Regions from separate parts of the Mus musculus genome. Here region 1 is linked to region 2. Evidence: chromatin contacts called from public ChIA-PET data. All regions are on one chromosome and are shown on one strand. The core of a region is the stretch at or near the end of the contact, and the rest is flanking DNA. Distances in the headings are between cores, read along the strand shown.

The links. ChIA-PET counts read pairs in DNA pulled down with a chosen protein or histone mark.
Region 1: an RNA polymerase II ChIA-PET map of memory CD8 T cells shows a contact between it and region 2, with 17 read pairs. The contact joins the enhancer-like site here to the promoter of Ppa2 in region 2. A contact is called at or near these places in 3 of 484 Hi-C or Micro-C datasets (Th1 cells, Th2 cells and embryonic stem cells), 1 of 115 datasets of contacts at active chromatin or transcription factors (memory CD8 T cells) and 1 of 9 other capture datasets (pancreatic islet).

The regions. Positions count from the first base shown.
Region 1 is chr3:133,391,854-133,396,106 of GRCm38.p6, forward strand. No RefSeq gene overlaps it. Among named protein-coding and RNA genes, the nearest start is that of Ppa2, 84 kb to the left of the region's middle. Within about 2 kb of position 2,863, at least 32 of the 459 cell types and tissues checked have an H3K27ac peak or open chromatin away from gene starts, as enhancers often do. A contact at or near this core is called in Th1 cells and memory CD8 T cells, where this site is marked.
Region 2 is chr3:133,308,058-133,312,317 of GRCm38.p6, forward strand. It overlaps Ppa2 (pyrophosphatase (inorganic) 2), which reads left to right and starts at 2,053. Exons shown (of 12, transcript NM_146141.2): 1 at 2,053-2,224. The coding sequence starts at 2,083.

The DNA.
Region 1 (4,253 bases), core at 1,613-4,112, 85 kb after region 2:
TGGTGTTTCTGTGACTCCCATCCTTTACAGAAGGATTCTCATCTGTGGTCTCATTTATGCTCATTTCCTGACCATGCGTTAATAACCAGATGGTAATTTGAAAAGCTACCTGGTACAATGACTACACACATCATTTGAGTGTGTAAAAGACACACGGTTACTGACCAATTTCTTAAAAATGCTTTCCTCTTTCATTGTTATTGATGAGATTATTGGTCTCAGGGGCTAGGAAGTATGAATGGAAGATGTGTGTTTTAGTGATGAAAAAGTGTCTGACATCAGAGAGGAGTTTGGTCTTCATATACCCAAATTCAGGAAATACTCAAGCCACTACCAAAGAAGTGTTATTTCCTTCCTGTGTAAGTTGGGCTGTATTTAGAATTCAAATATTCCCATTTAATTAGAAGAACCAGATGAAATGGTCTTGAGAACAGCTTTCATTTTATGCTGCAGTTAGTGTGGTAGCTATCTAGAGGTGGTAATGTCTAGAGAAGAGTTAGTCCAATAAGCCTCGGTTCTAAAATTGTTATATAAAAAAAATAATGCCAGACAGTTTTCTTTTTGGTATTTCAAGTTATGAGTGTATCAAGATTTTAAATTTCTTCACTTGCTAGAAGAGTTCAAAATCAAAAGTTATAAAGGCAAAAATCGAACTTCTATCTGGAAGATTTTTTAATGAATTCAAGTTCTAGGGGGCAGTACCAAACACACACACCCCTATTCTCACTTACAGGTTTTCACACTTTACTCTGTGAAGCTAATTTCTACTTTAGTCTCAAATCAATATTTTCTTTATTGGTGAGAGCACTAGTGTTGTTGTCATTGCAAAAACAAGGCAATGTCCCTTGCTTTGGGCATCATGAGAAGAAAGGTAGTTGTCTTAGTTAGTGTTTTATTGTTCTCAAGAGACACCATGACCAAGGCAACTCTTACAAAGGACAAATTTTAATTGGGGATGGGTTACAGGCTCAGAGGTTCAGTCCATTATCATTAAGACAGAAGCATGGCAGCATCCAGGCAGATGTGGTACAGAAGGAGCTGAGAGTTCTACATCTTGTCTAAAGGCTACTAGGAAGAGATTGGTCAAGCTCGCCCACATAGTAACAGACTTCCTCCAACAAAGCCATACCTACCCAAACAAGGACACACCTCCTAATAATATCACACCCTGTGGACCAAGAATTAGAACATGTGCCTTCCAGCAAGTTGACTGACAACCTCTGCTATTTAACTGAAAAAAAAAAAAAACTGGGGTGAGCAAGCCTAGTCTTCAGCTGATTTAGCAGATCATCAAGGATCTGTATTTGTCATTCCTGGATCCAGTCAACCCTGCTATTGACTTCATGAAAGTGCCCGAGTTGGACTTGATGAGACCAATTCCTGTCTGAAGTCATGGTGAACACATTAGACTCTTGTCTGCAAGGATAGCACAATATCATTAGTAGTGTCAGGGTCTCAAGCTGGGCCAGCCATTGGATGGCTCTTCCCTCAATTTCTGCTCTATTTTTACCCCTGCACATCTTGTAGACAGGACAAATTGTGGGTTGATGGTTTTGTGGTTGGCTTGGGGTCTCAATGCCTCTATTGGAAGCCTTGCCTGGTTACAGGAGATGGCTGTTTCAGGCTTCACAACCCCCATTCTAAGAGTCTTAGGTAGGGTCACTCTCATAGGTTCCTGGGAGTTTCCATTGTCTTAGCTCATCCCAGAGATTCTCCCTGATTCCAGCTGTCTCTCCCAGTACTTTCTTTCTGTCTTCTCTACCTCACCCCACTCCCTGCCTGATTTATTCTGTTCCCCTTTCCCATCCCTCCACCACCCCATCCTCTCCATCCATCCACCTGGTGTCTAATCTATTTTCCCTTCTCTGTGAGACTCAAGCATTCTCCCTTGTCCCTTGTTTTTGGTTTTTCAAGACAGGGTTTCTCTGTATAGCTCTGGCTGTCCTGGAACTCACTCTGTAGACCAGGCTGGCCTTGAACTCAGAAATCTGCCTGCCTCTGCCTCCCAAGTGCTGGGATCAAAGCCATGCGCCACCACTGCCTGGCTCCTTGTTCCCTTCTTGTTACTTAGCTTCTTTGGTTTCATGGGTTGTGCTGGCAAGGATGTAGAGCAAGGGGAACACTCCTCCATTGCTGGTGGGTGCAAACTAGTACAACCACTTTAGATATCAAATTGGTGGTTTCTCGGAAAATTGGGAATAGATCTACCTTAAGACCAGTTATACCACTCCTGGGCATTTACCCAAAAGATGCTCTGCCATACCACAAGGACACTTGATTAGCTATGTTTATAGAAATTTTATTTGTAATAGCAAAAAAAATGGAGACAACTTAGATTTCCCTCAACAGAAGAATTGATAAAGGAAATGTGGCACATTTACACAGTGTAATATTATTCAGCTGTTAAAAGCAATGGCTTCATGAAATTTGCAGGCAAATGGATAGAACCAGAAAATATCATCCCGAGTGAGGTAACCCTGACCCTGAAAGACAAACATGGTATGTACTCACATATAAGTAGATATTAGTTATAAAGTACAGGAAAACCATGTACAATCCACAGACTCAAAGAGGCTAAGTTGAATGTATTTCTAACATTGCTATTTTTCTTAAAGAAAACTCATTTGTTTGCATATATTTTTAATGATTTGAGGGGATTAACTACTGCATTTTGATTAAGAAATGTTTCCCTTAGAGTCATGTGTTTAAACACTTAACCCCCAAGTGGAGGTGTTATTTGGGAAAGTGATGGTACCTGTAGAAGGTTAGCCTTGCTGGAGGAAGTGTGTTCCTGGGAGTGGATTTTAAGGTTTTATAACCTGGTTCCACTTCCTGTTTGTTCTGTTTCTGAGTACAGAGGAGATGTGGTCAGTTAACTTCCTGTTCCTGGCACTATGTCTTCCCTTCCATGATGCACGTTATCCTTCTAGACCTATAACTCAAAATAAACCTGAAGGGCCCAGCTTAACATTACAAACTCTATTTTGCTTTCAGGCTCCATTTTATGATTAACTTGCCCTGTGAATGAATTCAGCTACTTGAAAAACTCCAACTTGTTCTTGGAGCCACGTTACCCTGGTAACTAACAATCACAATTTCACAGGGCAAATAGCCACTCCACTCCTAGCCATAGCCAATCAGCAACTGATGGGAACAGATGCAGAGACCCACAGCCAAACATTAAGGGGAGCTTGGGGAATCCTGTGGAAGAGGAGTTGGAAGGATGGAAGGAGCCAGAGGAGTCAAGGGTATCACCAGAAAAACTACAGAACCAACTAACCTGGGCTCATAGGGACTCATGGAGCCAAATCCCACAATCAGAGAGCATGCATAGGATGATCCTAGGCCCTCTGCATGCATAGCAGGTATGTAGCTGGGTCTTCGTATGAAACTCCTAACAGCTGAAGCAGGGGCTACCTTTGACTCTGTTGCCTGCGTTTGGATCTCTTTTCTCTAATTGGGCTGCCTTGTTTAGCCTCAATAGGAGAAGATGTGCCTAGTGTTACTGCAACTTGATATGTCAAAGCTAGTTGATATCCCTCCCCTTTTCTGAGGAGAAAGAGAAGAGGGGTGGGTAGAGGGAAGGGAGAGGGAGGGACTGGGAGGAGAGGAGAGAAGAGAAGGGAAGCTGCAATCCAGACATAAAGTAAACAAATAACTTAATAATACGAATAAAAAGAAATACAAATGGCTTGGTATGTAATTCATGTTATATAGAGTGCCTGTCCAGCAGATGAAAAGTCACATGCTTAATTCCCAGCACTCCAGACATTCGGCCATAATAGGGCATGCCTGTAATTCTAATACTTGGGAGATAGAGGCAGAAAAATTAAAAATTCAAGGTCATTGTCTTAGGTTTTTTTTTAATTGTGTATTTTTTTTATTTACATTTCAAATGTTATCTCCTTTCCCAGTTCCCCCTCCTCAAACCCTCTATCCCATCCCCACTCACCCTGCTTCTAAAAGGATGCTCACCCACCCACCAACTCCCACCTCACCACCCTGGCATCCTCCTATACTGGGGCATTGAGCCTCCACAGGACCAAGAGCCTCTTCTCCCATTGATGTCAGATAAGGCCATCCTCTGCTACATAAGCAGCTGCAGCCATGGGGCCCTCCATGTGTACTCTTTGGTTGGTCGTTTAGTCCCTGGGAGCTCTAGAGGGTCTGGTTGGTTGAAATTGTTGTTCCTCCTATGGGGTTGCAAAGCCCTTCAGGGTTTTATTGATGTGATGAAACACCATGGCCACAAA
Region 2 (4,260 bases), core at 803-3,302:
AAAGCTATTCAATATATTGCAAGTCCTGCAAGTTCCATGCTATAGTTGTCTCCTGGGCTCCACATTGGACTGGCTCCTGGACACCTCACTATTCTCAGATACAAAATCAGAATGATGGCTAAGCTCGGCTACATACCAGTCACCCCAACCCTCCAAGCTCAGCCAGTTTTCTCTTTTATTTGTAAATTCTGGATCTGTGCTCAAGAGCTTTTTGAACATTTGTCTTTACCCCTGTTTTGTAAAGTCCTAGAATTAAAAATTAAGACACACACTTACTGTCTTAATTTCATCATTACTGTGAAGAGACATTATGACCAAGGCGACTCTTATAAAGGAAAGCATTTAATTGAGAGTAGCTTGCAGTTTTAGAGGTTCAGTCCATTATTACTATGGAAGGAAATATGGCAGCATGCAGGCAGCCATACTAGACAAGCTGAGAGTTCTACATCTTGATTGGAAGGCAGTCAGGAGGAGACTGTGTTCCACACTGGGCGGAGCTTGGATACAGGAGACCTCAAAGCCAGGCCCCCACAGTGATACACTTCCTCCAACAAGACCACACCTCCTAATAGTGCCACTCCCTATGTAATTCAAACACATAAGTCTATGGGGGCCTTACCTATTCAAACCCCCACACTTGCTACATGATAGTGACAGATGTCCACAGAGGAAATTCAGCGAGTTAGGTTCCAAATGTCTACATTTGAAATGGACAACTATTGTTGAATAAATATCTTCAGAAATTTGTATTTTAAAATTAACCAGTAAGCCAACTTTGTTCTCATAACATGTATTGTATATTCGGTTTTGATCCACAGGTATTTCAGTAAATTATAGAAAATGAAAGATGAGATTTTATATGTTCAAAATCAAGCCATTTCTTTTTAATGCCATAAAGTAATATGTTCCTAAATCACATACCCGGAATTTGATGCTAATTTTAAGAATCTAGACTATTAGACAGCCCAGAACCTTGTTTCAGTAGGAATTTCTTTCTCAAATATCCAATATTTGAAGTTTAGGTGAAATTTTAAGCTTTCTTTTTTTAACATAGGCAGAATCATATAAATCAATGAAATAAACGCAGGAAGGAAATGTTTCCATTTTTTATAGGACAACTTAGCTTGCAACTCCGCCTAATCATGTTGACGTGTTACAAAGCCACTAATGTCAAAATTTTTTAGAGACTAGGCTAAGCAATGTCTAAGTGGCTAGTGGCACCTCTAAGAGATCCTTTCTGAAACCTGGGTAAAACCAGTTTGGGTTTTAACTGTCACAATTTAGATGCAGAAAGAACCCAGTAGGTGAGGATGTGAGCCTTGCTCACAGTTGGAGCAGAAACTGGTAGAGGTCCGGAAGACCATTCCAGTGAGGTCTTCCCAATCAACTGGTCTACAGAAAAGGGCAATGGTTGGTTCCTTCCTTAGAACCACAGCTCCCGTTGTTACTGGACCAGACTGCAAAGACTGCTGTTGTAACTAGTTGTGGCCACCGGACCAGACAGAAATACTTGTGAAGTATGCAATTGCAGAGAAGTTAAAAGTTACCTGTACTTGGGTTAAATATTAAAGGGCCTTATGGAGGAAGTGGCGTTTGAGGGAATTACAGATTTAGGATAAATCTGTGTCAGATGTCTTCACAAGGACGCTCGATCATTATACATTATAGTCGTGTGTGTGTGTGTGTGTGTGTGTGTATGTGTGTGCGCGCGCGCGCGCGTGTGTGTACACTCCCTCCTTCCGGCTTGGATGTTCCTTTAGAAATTTCTGGAGGTATGCATGCAACCAAGTGCTACATTAATGTAATCAAAGTCTGACCGCAGACACTGACAGTGTGTGAGTGGGTGCGTGGTGGTGAATTCCTGGGGCTTCTAAGGTCCTTGTCTTGATGGTCTTCGGCCTCTGAGGGCTTGTGGAGCAAAGTGGAGAGGTAGGTGGCCCCAGGAATGCAGAAGAGGGTGGGACTTGATGCCACTTGAGGCCGACCGCGGGGAGGCAGTGCGGGCTCCGGGCGGCAGGGGGCGCCGTCGAGCGGCCGCGCCGGGCCCAGCACCGACCCTGCGGTTCTCGCAGACCGTCCGCCATGCGCGCGCTGCTGCCGCTGCTGAGCGTCGGCCGAGGGTGGCGCGTGGGGGCCGCCGCCCGCCCTCCGCGCCGCGTCATGTCCCTGTACCGCACGGAGGAGCTGGGCCATCCCCGCTCGCAGGACTACCGCCTGTTCTTCAGTAAGTCGTTCGCCCAGCTCCGCGCCGGCCGGCGGAGGGGCCGCGGCGCCGTGCCCTGCCCTGCCTTGCTCTGCCCGGCCGGGTCCGCAGCCCGCGCCCAAGCCCGCTGCGGAGGGGACCGGTCTCGGTGCGCAGGGTGGCGCGGGGCCAACCGCCCTCTGCAGCGACCGCAGCCGGCCCGCGGCGCTGAGCTCCTCCCGCTGACCTCCGCGCCGTGGCCCGCCGCTCGCCCGCGCCGCCTCCTGGGCGCTGCTAAGCCCATCCGCCTCCGTACGGCCGCAGAACTTTGGGGACCGGGGTCTTCACTCCGAAAGCGAGTTTGCCTGCGACCGCGACCTTGCTGTCAGCGCAGGCGTACAGGCAGGGAGGAAGTGGGAGGAGAATGTGAGCCAGGCGCTGGGATAGGCTTGTGTGCACAACGCCATCACGAAACCTTTTGTTTGGTAAGGTTAACTTAAAAACAGCAACAGTCAACTGAGTTTTTAACCTAAAAGTTTGCACCCTGAATGCCATCCACAAGCAGGAGATTGGCCGGCGTTCTGGCGAGAATGTGGTGCCTTTTCTTGCCCTGTACGTTGAGCAAAACCTAGAAAGAGGGCCGTCTGGGCTGCCCTGGGCTGACGCCAAAGACAGAAAAGCTCCTGGCCACTTTCCTTTTTCTTTTCACTCTGTAGGTCTCGTTAACAATCGCGTGAAAATAGCCACGTAGATGGGTTGCTTTCAGGCCTCCTTTACTTAATACCAGGTAGCGGAGCGGTTGCAATGTCAAGGCTTGTGCACACCTCTTAGGAGGTTCCGCCCTGAAGAGGTGAAGCTAAATCTTGTTCCGAGACCCCCATGCTGGATGAGTGTCTTAACTTGCTAAGTATTAGAATTTTTTTCCCCTATAAGATAGGGCTGCAGAAGCGGCTATGTATGTTCAAAGAAGTCACCGGACTTATAGTATAACTTGAAATCATTAATAACTGTACTTTGATTTTTACAGTTACTTTTCTGGAGCTGAAGGTTGAAGATTATTTTGTGATAAAGGAGCAAACCTAGCTTAAACTCTTTTTTTTTTTTTTTTTTTGTATTATTTTGAGACAGGGCCTCACTGGGCAGCCCTGGGCAGCTTGGAACTCACAGTAGTACACCTCCCTCTGTCTCCTGGATTGAACACATGGGGCACTTCGAATGGCAAACTCTTGTCATTGTAATAAATCTTATAATAAATAGTTTCTTCACAATTAGTTTCTGTTTGCTCCTCTACAAGAGACCCTGTCTTGTTTCTTGTTGAGGCGAGATGGATTTAGGTCTTTTAAAAGAGGGTGTGTACACAACCGGATCCTGGGTAGACAACAGTCTCCAAACAAGAGCAACCATAAAAATAAAACAACAGAAGGAAGGGAAGCCCTTAATATGTGTGCTCATTTCTGAATGGGTTATATTCCCAAAGTTACAATGTAACAGCCACTGGGAGTGTTTTCCAGAAGAGATGCTGTTATATAATGGCAGAAAGCCCAAGCAGAAAAGCCTGTGGGTATAATACGGTGGACGTGTCTTGGGTTTTCAATAAGTGCAGTAATATGTCATGAATGTCTCCTATCAGAAACACAGTAGTCTTTCTACGGTGACAGAATTAATGGAATAACAGTAAATTGAGACGCTGCATGGGGTTTATGGAGCCCCACTTTACCCCTGACTACTGGCGCAGGCAAACACAGGTTCTTTGTGCACAGGTGCATGCCAGCAGTATGACGTCTTGATCCTTGGGTGCTGTTTATTGTATTTTTTGAGGCAGAGCGTGTCACTGATCTGGAGGTAGGTGAGGCTAGATGGCCAGGGGCCACCGAGATCTGTTGGTCTCTGCCTCCCCAGGACTGGGACAATAAGCATGCACCATCCTGCTTGGTTTTGTTACCTGGGTTCTGGGGAGCAAACTCACATCCTACTGCTTGCTTGCACAGCCAAGGGTTTTGCCAATTTAGTTATCTCCCCAGCTCAAACCAGGCTCTCGATTCCAATCTTAGTTACTGCTAACTCCAAGGTCACGCATA